Regions from separate parts of the Mus musculus genome. Here region 2 is linked to region 1. A link is a contact called in public HiChIP or PLAC-seq data. All regions are on one chromosome and are shown on one strand. The core of a region is the stretch at or near the end of the contact, and the rest is flanking DNA. Distances in the headings are between cores, read along the strand shown.

Region 1 (5,952 bases), core at 1,305-3,804:
AGGTGGAACCTCAGCCATCTCCTGCATAGGCAAAAGGGCAGTAGACATGACAGTCTGCAGTCCCTTCTGTTCACTTTGCCTCCCCACCCAAACTTCTCCCCCTCCCCGAGATCTGCCCCCACCAACTCCCAGTTTTCTCCCAATCTCACCGTGGCTTCCAAGTCCTCTGTCTTGTTTCGGAGGTGGTCCAGGTTCTCCCCTCTGGCCAAGATCCGCTCCACATTCTGGGTCATAATATTCTTGACTCCCTCCACCTCACTCTGCAGGTTCCTAACTCGGTCATTTCCGGCACTCCCACTGGCCTCCTCCTGGATGTCAATAAGGGGTTAATTAGGCCGGGCAGCAGAGGATCCAAGAGGCCAGAGGAGGTTGGAAGAACTAAAGTAGATTTTAGCCGTTTCTGATGCTTCAACTGTTTACCAGGAGAATGTTCTACGTAAATGTTCACTTCGATGCAAGCACGTTTATATCCCAGATCAGCCTCGGGTGGTCAGGTGTCACTCCTCCCTTGTTTTTTCCCCCACAGGCTGGGTCTCCTGTTGGCCTGAGGCTCTGAGATTAGAGTGGACAAAAAGCCCCAGGGCTCAGCCTTCTCCACCACCCTAGCACTAGGAGCCACCTAAGTGCTTGCTTGCACCACCACACCTGGAATTTTTTTCCTTCTAAATGGGTCTAGGGATCCAATGCAAATCTTCATGCTTGCGTAGCAAGCCCACTGAGCCACCTCCCCAGATTTATTTATCTGAGGCAGGTTCTCATATAACCTAGGCAGGCCATAGGCTTCCTAAGTAGGATGGCCTTAAACATCTGACCCCCTGTCTCTACTTACCCTGGGCTGGGATTCCAGGTGTGTACCATTATCCTTGTTTTATGAGGTGCTGGGGATGAAACCCAGAGCTTGACGCTTGCCAGGCAAACACTCTATCAGCTGAACCACATCCTTAGTCTGTCATAAGTGCATTGTGTGTGTGTGTGTGTGCTGGGGAATATACGTGTATGCACATGCCACGGCACGCATGTGGAGGTGAGAGGACAACTTTCATGAGTGGATTGTCTCCTCCAGTTGGATGGGCAGGAGAGAGCAGGATACTGAATTCAGGCAGGCAGGCTTGCTCTGCAAACACTTGTACCTGCCCAGCCATCTCGGCTGCCAGCCATGTAAGTGCATTTTTTAAGTCCCAGAAGATGAGGTTTGACCCTGGATTCTCATCCACCTTCTTTGGAGGATTTTCAGCGTGACAAGGAAAAACAAAAAAAAACAAAAAACAAAAAACAAACAAACAAAAAAACAGCACACGACTGCCCCTGTCTTGACTCCACAAAGAGGGTCAAGGAGAAAACCCAGCTGACGTTTCCTCAGCAGAGCACAGCCAAGAACTATTAACTGGTTCCTGTAGCCTCCCTCGGCTCAATCCTAGTGGGTTCTCTCTAAAACTGTGAGAGTTGACCAGCAGCACACTCTTGCCCGGCCCAACCCAAATAAATGCCCTTCTCCAGACAGCTGTTGGTGAGTTCTGGTTCCAGCCTACTGGGCAGTGTAGCCCCGGTTCAGTGGATGTGGCCCCCAGAAGGCATCATGTGCCGTTGGACCATATACTTCTGCTTTCCCCACAATTTAACGCCTGGTAGGCCGCACACCACCGCCTGCTTATGCAGATATTAATAAAAGTCCTTCCTGCTGCGGTCGCTCTATCCAGGAGGCCTCTAGATAAGGCTTTTGAACAAGGAGGGAAGAGGCCTGACTCCTCCCTTAGGGACCCAGGGGGCCTCAGGTACCGGCCACGGGTGTGGGCTGAAGCTAGATTATCGGGAAGAACCGCCATCTGGCTGCTTTACAAACCCTTGGCACTGTTGCTAATGTTTCTAGAAAAGGGTGGTGCTTTTGGTGGCCAGGCAGATAGATCCTCTGGGTGTCTGCATAGATACAGTGCGAGGGTAAGGGGGAGAACTCCAGTCCGCGGGGCTGGAATCTGAGCCCCAAAGAGCAGGAACGCTTGTGGCCCGGTAATGTCACAACACCGGGCTCAGGCCCAGCTGGAGGAGGCGGAGGAGGGGGAGGGCGCGGCGCAGCAGCTCGGCTTGGAATTTGGGTCCCCCAACCCCCACCGAAATCCTGATCGGATCCAGCACCGAGGTCACGGGAGGAAGGAGGTGGAGAAGTGTCAGGAACCCCTGGCCCGGAGTGCGGAGCTATTTGTGGAGGAGTTGTCAAAAGTAAGGAGACAGAGGCAGCGCTGGCCCAACCCCGCCAGCCCTCTGACTGCCGCCAACTTACCTTTCTCGACACAGGCAACCCCCAGGCCCGATCCCCCTCTGGCAGCTGCTCTAACTCGCTCTTTTCTTGGTCCCCACGTCACTCACCATGTCTCGGAGCACTTGGGCCTCTCAAAGCAGAACTTCGCCTAGTCTGTTTCCACCCAAGGCAGCCACAGCTTCACTTCCTGCTTACTCCAACTTTCAGCCCGCCTCCTGACCATCCCGCGACTCCAGCCACTCCGGCTCCTGCCACACACGTAACTGCAGGTTTCTCCAGGTAGGCGGCTGCCCTCTGCTGCCGTCCTCCTAGTCTCCTCCCAAACAAAAGCTTAAGCAACAGGGTTGGGGGAGGGGGGAAGGAGAAAAGAAGGATCAACAGTCCTCCTAAGTTTTCAGAAACTTCTTTTATGCTTCAAAGAAGTAATTCTAGTTTTTCAGGGACTTACATTAGCATTATTTAGATAGAAACGAATGTACAGGCGAAGATACCTTGTTGGGCAACCTTTGTCCCCAAGGGCCATCCTGTATGAGAAGAGAGCTCTAAGATCCCCCAGAAAACGGGGGCTAGGGAGATGGGTCAGCAGTTGGGATCACCCGCTGCTTTTGCAGTAACCCAGGTTCAGGTCCCTACACCCACCCCTGGCTGCTCACAGACACCTGTATCTGCATCTCGGGGGGGGGGGGGGGGCAGGGGCGGTCCAGATGCCCTCTTCTGGCCTCTGTGGGTATGTGAACATACGTGTGCATACATACACACACATACACATAATTAAAGTCTTTAAAATCTCCAGGAAAATTCCAAGTTGGCCCTGGGGGTGGGATCTTTGTCCCCCTCTAATGTTCTTCGGGTGCTAAGGCTGACCTCAGGCAGTGGGAGGAGTGCAAACAGCAGGGGCAGGGCACCTTATCCTTGTCACAGGACACAGGACAGTCGGGGAAATGGCTCACTCACCAGCCCCTCCTTTCCTTCTGGAGTTGAGCAGTCCTACACTTCCTTCCAAAGGTCACCGTGGGGGTTGGTGACCCTGGTCAGTTGTCAGAGGGTTGTCAGACAGATTAGGATGGGGGCCTAAGAGTAAAGGGTTTTTCCACCACATGTGGCTCTCCGCCAGAGAAAATCTGCTCTTCTCCGGATGGAGTTTGTCAAGACAGAACAATAACAGGGCAGAAAGAGAACAGACATTCTTTCCCACCCCAGAGTAAATAACACCGTCAAGGAGGAAATCTTAGCTCCTCCAACAAATAAGAGGGGTTTTGTTTTGTTTCATTTTGTTGGCTATAATAAATTTAGAATCCCGGAATCATTTTGGGACACTTATGTGTTTTCCCTCGTGCCTGCTCAGGCAGCCATGGAGGAGCTATATCTACAAACACTGCACGCTTAGTTTTACAGAAGCAAATTAAAGCAACTAGTAACACTTTAAAAAAATCTTTAAAAATTTTTTTTGTTGTTGTTGGTTTTTTTGGGTTTTTTTTTTGGGTTTTTTTTTTTTTTGTTTATTTGTTTGTTTTTTTTTTCCGAGACAGGGTTTCTCTGTATATCCCTGGCTGTCCTGGAACTCACTTTGTAGACCAGGCTGGCCTCGAACTCAGAAATCCACTTGCCTCTGCCTCCCAAGTGCTGGGATTAAAGGTGTGCATCACCACTCCCGGCTAAAAGTTTTTATCTTATTATCTTTAAGTGTGTGTGTGTGTGTCTGTGTGTGTGTCTGTGTGTGTGTGTGTGTGTGTGTGTGCCTGAGGGCAGAGGGGTTAGGTTCTCTGGTGAGTTGCAGACAGTTGTGAGACACCTGATGTGGGTGCTGGGAGCTGGACCCTTCTATGCAAGAGTAGCACGTGCTCTTAGCTGTAGAGCTCTCTCTCTAGCCCCTAGTAACACCTTAAAGCGGCACAACTCCTTTCCTTTCCTATAAAGCAAAAGAAAAATCTAGAATAAAGAGGAATGAGATCACAACAGAGAATGTCTGTACTACACTTGATCTTAGGCAAAAGGTCAAGAGGCCTTGAGAATGTCCCCATCCTGCTGATCAAGGGCTCAGTGGTCACAAAGAAAGAACTGGGTCCTGGAGAGATGGCCCTTTGGTTAAAAGCATGTATTGTTCTTCCAGAGAACCCAAATTTGATTCCCAGCACCTGGGTCAGGCAACTCATTACTTGTAACTCTAGCTCCAGGGATCTGACGCCCTCTTCTGGCCCCACAGACCCTATTCATACACACAAACACAGACATACATAGTTAAAAGGTAACAGTAGCTGGGCAGTGGTGGTGCACGCCTTTAAACCCAGCACTTGGGAGGCGGAGGCAGGCGGATTTCTGAGTTCGAGGCCAGCCTGGTCTACAAAGTGAGTTCCAGGACAGCCAGGGCTACACAGAGAAACCCTGTCTCGAAAAAAACAAAAAACAGAAACAAAAAACCATAAAAAAAAAAAAAAAACTCTATATTTTAAAAGATTCATCTTAAATCACAAGGAGGTTTATAAGACAGAACCTGCCTGGGCCAGTGTGGTGACGAATGCCTTTAACATCTTGGGAGGCAGAGGCAGGGGGATCTCTGGGAGGCCAGCTAGTCTACAAAATGAGATACAGGACAGGCAGGACTACGTCTCAAGACCCTGTCTCAGTGTCGAAGGCTCTCTCAGTAGCAACAGAGTTTGCCTAGAATCGCCAAAGCCCTGGGTTCTGTCCCAAGACCTCCCACCCCCAAATGCTTGCTCTGTTCTTTTGCTGCCCAGTACAACGCTGACTCCATACGGCCAGTGAGCTCTCCCAGCGCTGCTAGTGAGAACGGAGGCTGGAAAATGCACAACAGATTACAGCAACTTAGTTCGAAAAGAAGAACGCTACTTTCATAAATGTCATGAACGTTTTACAGCCTTGTGCAGTGCTGCTCCAGAACTCAGGAATCTGAGCCGGGGCAATCACACATTCAAGGCTACCTTGGGCTACAAAGCCAGACTGTGTCTCCAGTCAATCATTCATCAATCAATCAGTCAGTCAGTTAATCAATCAGCCAGTCAGCCACATTTTCTTTCCTAGCTGGAAAGAGAGTCCAGTGCTCCCTGCAGTGCCAGAGGAGCCCTCGACCTCCCGAGCCACATTCACACTGCACCTCCAGCCTCTCTGCTAGAAAATGTAAACTACACAACTAATAACAACTTTACTCTTTTGTCTTTGGATTCCAGTGCTGGGGGAACCCAGGGGTTTGTGCACCATTAGGGAAGAATCTACTGTGGAGCATAGCCCCAGTCTCATTCTGTTTTTGTTTGTTTGTTTTAAGGACTTAAAGATGTTGGAATCCTGGGACTGTTGTGAGTCACCTGACATGGGTGTGGATGACCAAACTCAGGTTCTTCTGCAAAGGCAGATTGTACTCTCAACTGCTGAGCAACCTCCCCAGCTTTCTCTTTGGATTTTTATTTTATTTTATTTTATTTTATTTTATTTTATTTTATTTTATTTTTTGAGATGGAATCTCATAACGTAGCTCAGGTGGCCTGGAACATGATATGTAGTCCACGGCGGCTCAAACTCACAATTATCTTCCTCCTCAGATTCTAAATTTGGGGATTACAAGTGTGAGCCAAAATGTCCAACTGTCCTTTTTCCTCCCTCCCTCCCTCCCTTCCTCTCTTTCTCCCTTCCTTCCTTTCTTCCCCCTTTTCTCCCTCCCTACCTCCCTTCTTTCCTTCTTCCCT
Region 2 (5,952 bases), core at 1,169-3,668, 430 kb after region 1:
CACCATGTCGGCTGCCTGCTGCCATGGTTACCCGCCATGTAGATTCACATTCTTCTGTAGCTAGAGCCCCAAATAAACCTTTTGTCCCACTGTGGACATTCCACAAAAATAGAAAGGTAACTACAGGTACAGGAGCAGATACATTGCCAGCCAGGGCTGAAAGAGAGGAGACACAGAAAACAAAGCGGGGTGTGTGCTGACTCATTTCTGTGATGCCAACATTTGGGAGGCTGAGGCAGAAGGGTTGCTGAAAATTCAAGGGTAGCCTAAACTATATAATGAGACCTTCTCTTGACAGACAGACACACACACACAGAAAGACAGACAGACACACACACACATGCTCTCTCTCTCTCTCTCTCTCTCTCTCTCTCTCTCTCTCTCTCTCCAGACAGACTCCCATATATGCTTGTTACTAACTCGCACGCACACATGGAGGAGGAGGAAAATGGCCTATCAGACTCTTCCAAATTCCACCCTAAGGAAGTGTGGTAGTGGGAGCATCTCACCTGCGAACATGTAATGCCACTCAAGTCTCGGGAAGCAGTGTTCTGAGGCAGAACCAAGAAGCCGAGGGTGCAGCCAAAGCTCGCAGAGAGGGTCCCAGGCTTCCAGACGGAATCAACGAACTCTAATAGTTAATCAGATGGATTTGATAATTTTTGTGAATGAAGGCTTTCGTTTACCCATCTCCCTGATTTTTGAATGGAACATATCCCCAGCTGAGTTCTATGTCAGGCTCATCATTGTATGCCAAGTGGGGAAAAGATACCTTGTCTGTTTAACGTCACAGGCTCATAGGAAGAGAGAGCTAATTCTATCCTGAAGGCTGCCATTCACATCCAGATCTCATGAAGGTGGATGGGGCTTTGAGCCCACAGTTGAAGAGACCTTGGTCCACTTCAGTTAGGAGTGAATGAATTTTGCAGATAAGAAGGTCATGAAAATGGGGTGTGGTGAACCATGCCTTTAATCTCAGCACAGAGGTGGGTCTCTGTGAGTTTGAGGCCAGCTTGGCCCACAGAGTGAGTTCTAGGACAGTCAGGGTTACACAGAAAAACCCTGCTTAGAGAGAGAGAGAAAGAGAGAGAGAGAGAGAGAGAGAAGAGAAGAGAAGAGAAGAGAAGAGAAGAGAAGAGAAGAGAAGAGAAGAGAAGAGAAGAGAAGAGAAGAGAAGAGAAGAGAAGAGAAGAGAGAGCATGGATATGATAGGGTCCAGGTCTAGGACTGTGTTTGCTTAAGTGGCCCCTCACTACCCCCTATCTCTGAGGGTTGACATCTCATAGACTCCCCTTTTACTGAGCTGTAGGACCTACAGAGACTTCTAGATGCCAAGAACCCATGCCACTTGGGCCCGTGGTTTAGAGTCTTACTTTGCAATAGATGGTTGTTGGTGTGATACCCAATCTTTGTTGTCATCTTGCCGGGACTTGGTCACCTAGGTGACACATTCTGGGCTTGTCTGTGAAGGTTTTTCGTTTCGTTTTTTTTTAAAAGATTTATTTATTTATTTATTTATTATATGTAAATACACTATAGCTGTCTTCAGACACTTTTTCTTCTCTCTCCAGCCCTGCTCGCTCTGGACCAAAGATTTCTTCATTCATTATGTGTAAGTACACTGTAGTTGTCTTCAGACACCCCAGAAGAGGGCATCGGATCTCATTATGAGATGGTTGTGAGCCACCATGTGGTTGCTGGGATTTGAACTCAGGACCTCTGGAAGAGCAGTCAGTGCTCTTAATCTCTGAGCCATCTCTCCAGCCCCCTCGTTTTTTTGTTTTGTTTTTTTTTTTGTTTTTTGTTTTTTGTTTTTTTCCGAGACAGGGTTTTTCTGTGTAGCGAAACTCAGAAATCCGCCTGCTTCTGCCTCCCAAGTGCTGGGATTAAAGGCGTGCGACACCACCGCCCGGCTCGTGAAAGTTTTTCTAGAAAAGTTTAATGGAGGAGGGAAAACCCACTCTGAGCTGAAGGTGCTCTCCTGTGGGTTCTCATCCTGAAGAAAAATGAAGAGGAGAAAGCAGAACACCAGCTTCTCCCTCCCCTCCCCCTCCCTCTCTCCTTCCCTCTCCCCACACCTCCTGAGCAACTCACCACCACCCCTGCTCCCACCATAGTTGTTCAAACTAAGAGCCAAAATGAGCCCCTCTTTCCTTAAGTTGCCTTTATCAGTGATTTCATCCCAGCATGGGGGGGGGAGGGGCGGGGGGGGAGGGAGAAGGCTAAAGGCCGAGAGAACAGGTCGTTAACAGGTTGCTTTGCGGTGGCTTCCGAGACCCCTCCCTGCTCTGGGTCCCCACCCCTACAAATCTGACTACAACTCAAGCTGTTGCCAGGATCTCTGCTTCTCCTGATATCTGTATCGGAGCTGTTCTTAGCCGCTAGTCTGTTTCCTCCCGTTTCCTCCCGGAAAGCTCGTGCTGAGGAGAGAGGCAGGTTTCGGCTTCCTGGAATCGCCACAGAGAGAAAATAACCAGATTGCTGAGCCTCCTGCGAGTCCGAGACTCTTACCCCTACTCTGACAGGCCTGATCTGCTGCCTGGCGTCTTTCTGTACCAGTCTCTTCCTCCGAGGAAGGCTGCGGACTCACTGGCCTCTGCCAGGAGGATGATTGACAGCTGGAGCTCCTAGTGGGGCTCATTAAGAGTAGCTGGGTGGGCTACGGGGGTCTCGAGCTGCTGCCCTCCCCTGCCAGGCCCAGGCCCAGGCACCGTGCTAAGAGTGGATTGCGGTCTCCCAGTCTGGATGTCCTTTGCATCCCACCAGCTTGAGGCCCCAGCTGTGTCCCCCGGTAGAGGATCAGGCTCTGCTCCCACAGGCCTGGAAGTCAGTCTGGAATATTCATGAGTTGCAGAGCCTCATGCCCTCCAGCCCGCAGGGCTACACCACCCCTCCCAGCGCCCCCCGCCCCTCATTCCATCCCCCTGGCACGTGCTCCTCACTGCCTTCTGTCCAGACACCAGGAGCCCGCACCTCTCCCAGCTCCGCATCTCTCTCAAGAAGCTACTTGTAGTCTTGCAACATGCTGGACCTGCCTGTCATCGTTTTGGTTTGCAAATCGAACCTGTGAAAAGCTTCTTGCCCTGTGTGATATTAAAAACCAGGTGTAGACACTGCTTTGTCTGACATGGCGAGAAGTTGCCGCAGCCATAGTTGTCGGTTTGATTCAACTCTGTCGATGTCTCTACTGTTACTCCACAAATAAAGGCAAAAAAAAAAAAAAAAAAAAAAAAAAAAAATCAGCTTTTTCCATTGGGAAGGGAAAAGACCGTTATTTTTTTGCCAGATGTTCAGGAACAAGGACCTTGTTAGTTATTCGTGTGTATGTGGAGTTGTGTGTATCAGTAGAGATGTGCATAGAGGCGTTGGATCTCCTGAAGGTGGAGTTGCATGCAGGCTCTTGTGAGGCACCCAAAGTGGGAGCTGGGTACTAGTCCTTTGCAAGAGCCATATGTGCTCAACTGACAATGCTAAGCTAGCTCCTAGCGGGGCTCATTAAGAGAAGCGGGGTGGGCTCATGGATCCAAATCCAGTCTTAGTTACCCCCAACTTGGCAAGTTGAAAGGCCACTTCTGGGCAGTAAAGCCCCTGGCTCCCTCCCAAGGACCTGGTCACTATCCTCTTCTCTTGGTTCTGCTCTCCGTGGGACAGGGACAAATCTGAGGATCGTGACCACTCCCTTCTCACTGGGCTCAGTCAGCAGAGAATGGGGGCTGTCAGCAGAATCAGAATAGTGAAAGGGGTGCGGAGGGGCAAGTGGGGATCCTAATGAAGGAAGAGGTGTCATGGGTAACAGGACCCCGGACCATAGAGTGACTGACACCATGTTAGAGGTACCATTCTGACTTTAAAACCCAGCATGTAGGCTCCAACAGCTGACGAGCTGTTCATAGTTCCAGGAAAGTCCCCAAATAAAAAGTATCTGAAAGTGCTAACTTTGCTTTTTGGCTTTTGTAGTTCTGTGTCCTTCTAACTGAAGTGTGACAACCAGAATATAGTGTTTATATGTAAAAGACATGTACAGGGCACGGCATGTAAGGCTTGGGGCTGCAGGATGTGGGCAAGTTCTCCGTGCAGTCACCGGCCAGCTATAAGAGCTTTTCCTGGCTTTAACAGTCTTAGTGTGGTACTCTCTGGTGGGCATCTGGTACTTACAGCATTGGGGATGCTCTGAGCCTGAGCACCAGAGTCCATCCACAGGGAGGTTCTAGAGGAAGCATCGGTTTGACACTTGTCCTTAGGTCATGTCTGGCCTCTGAGCTCTACTCTCCACATCTGTAAAACGGTACCACAATGCCTTCCTTAAAGGTGTATCGGGAAGACCCCATGGCATGGCATGCGACTGCAGGGTGCCGAGCGGAGCACAGCATGGTAAGTGATGCGGAAATAAACCCTGAGAGGATAGTTTTTCACATTTTTTTTTCCCCTTCAAGACTGGGCCTCGGGGGCTGGTGAGATGGCTCAGTGGGTAAGAGCACCCTACTGTTCTTCCGAAGGTCCAGAGTTCAAATCCCAGCAACCACATGGTGGCTCACAGCCATCTGTAACAAGATCTGACGCCCTCTTCTGGAGTGTCTGAAGACAGCTACAGTGTACTTACATATAGTAAATAAATAAATCTTAAAAAAAAAAAAAAAAAGACTGGGCCTCATTATATAGCCTTGGCTGGCCTAGAACACTCTATGTAGACCAGGCTGGCCTCAGACTCACATGTTCTCTACCTCCCATGATGGGATTAAAGGTGTGTGCCATCACAGCTCAGCCTTTTTTGTCTCTCACCACCACCCCCTCCCCCCCTTTTGGGTTTTGAGAATGGTTCTCACTCTGTAGTCAAGGCTGGCCTGGAACTCATGGTCCTCTCACCTTACCTTATCCCTCTCTGGGATGTCAGGTGTGCTGGGATGTCAGGTGTGCTGGGATGTCAGGTGTGCTGGGATGTCAGGTGTGCTGGGATGACTGATAAGTGTGCTGGGATGTCAGGTGTGCTGGGATGACTGATAAGTGTGCTGGGATGACAGGTGTGCTAGGATGACTGACAGGTGTGCTGGGATGACTGTCAGGTGTGCTAGGATGACTGACAGGTGTGCTAGGATGACTGACTGACAGGTGTGCTGGCATGACAGGTGTGCTGGGATGACAGATGAGTGTTTCCATTTTCTGAAAAGATTTTTGTTGTTGTTTTTTTCTCATTTTTTGGTTTATTTATTTGTTTACTTATTTACTTAATTTTAACAAGATCTTTCTACATAACCTGTTATGGAACTCACTACATAGACCAGGCTGACCTTGAACTTAAGAGATCTGCCTGCCTCTCTCTCCCAAGTGCTGGAATTAAAGCTGTGTGTTACCATGCCCTGCCTAAAAAAGATTTTTTAATTGGTCAACACGACTTCTCTTGAAAGGTGGGCCCTCGATTAAGAAACTGACCAGAAAGATTATAAAGCCATGGGAGGCTGGGGGCTCTGACAGGCTTGACAGTGGCAGCAGATGTCTTTTCCTAAGCTAAAGTCCCCACCTCCCTGTAGTCTCCCCTCCCCCAGCCTGAAACCTGCTTGCTCAGGGGTGGAGCTTCCTGCTCATTCGTTCTGCCACGCCCACTGCTGGAACCTGCCGCTTTGCTGTTTGGAGCCACACACGTGCTCACCTTTCTACTGGATCAGAGATTATTCGGCGGGAATCGGGTCCCCTCCCCCTTCCTTCATAACTAGTGTCGCAACAATAAAATTTGAGTTTTGATCAGAATGAATTTGTCTTAGCTCCGTTTCTTCTTTCGCCCCCTAGATTCCTCTCTTACAGCTTGAGTAGCCATATCAGTCGAACCGTTCACGTTACGAGCTGCTGGCGGCCGCAACACCTCCCTATTCCCTTTTCATTGAGACCTGTATGTGTGATGTATGTGGATATGTGTGCAAAGGTATCTGGGGGCCAGAAGAGCATATCTGGTGTCCTGCT

The links. HiChIP or PLAC-seq counts read pairs in DNA pulled down with a chosen protein or histone mark.
Region 2: an H3K27ac HiChIP or PLAC-seq map of embryonic stem cells shows a contact between it and region 1, with 2.8 times the contacts expected there. The contact joins the enhancer-like site here to the promoter of Vamp8 in region 1. A contact is called at or near these places in 4 of 39 promoter capture datasets (cranial neural crest, embryonic stem cells, frontonasal cranial neural crest and 1 more), 3 of 15 datasets of contacts at CTCF or cohesin (embryonic stem cells and stem cell-derived epiblast-like cells), 12 of 484 Hi-C or Micro-C datasets (the N1E-115 cell line, differentiating embryonic stem cells, embryonic stem cells and 2 more), 7 of 115 datasets of contacts at active chromatin or transcription factors (embryonic stem cells and epiblast stem cells) and 1 of 9 other capture datasets (embryonic stem cells).

What each region holds. Positions count from the first base shown.
Region 1 is chr6:72,388,113-72,394,064 of GRCm38.p6, forward strand. It overlaps Vamp8 (vesicle-associated membrane protein 8), which reads right to left and starts at 2,555. Exons shown (of 3, transcript NM_016794.3): 1 at 2,362-2,555; 2 at 150-308. The coding sequence starts at 2,364.
Region 2 is chr6:72,822,738-72,828,689 of GRCm38.p6, forward strand. No RefSeq gene overlaps it. Among named protein-coding and RNA genes, the nearest start is that of Tcf7l1, 37 kb to the left of the region's middle. Within about 2 kb of position 2,419, at least 40 of the 459 cell types and tissues checked have an H3K27ac peak or open chromatin away from gene starts, as enhancers often do. A contact at or near this core is called in differentiating embryonic stem cells and embryonic stem cells, where this site is marked.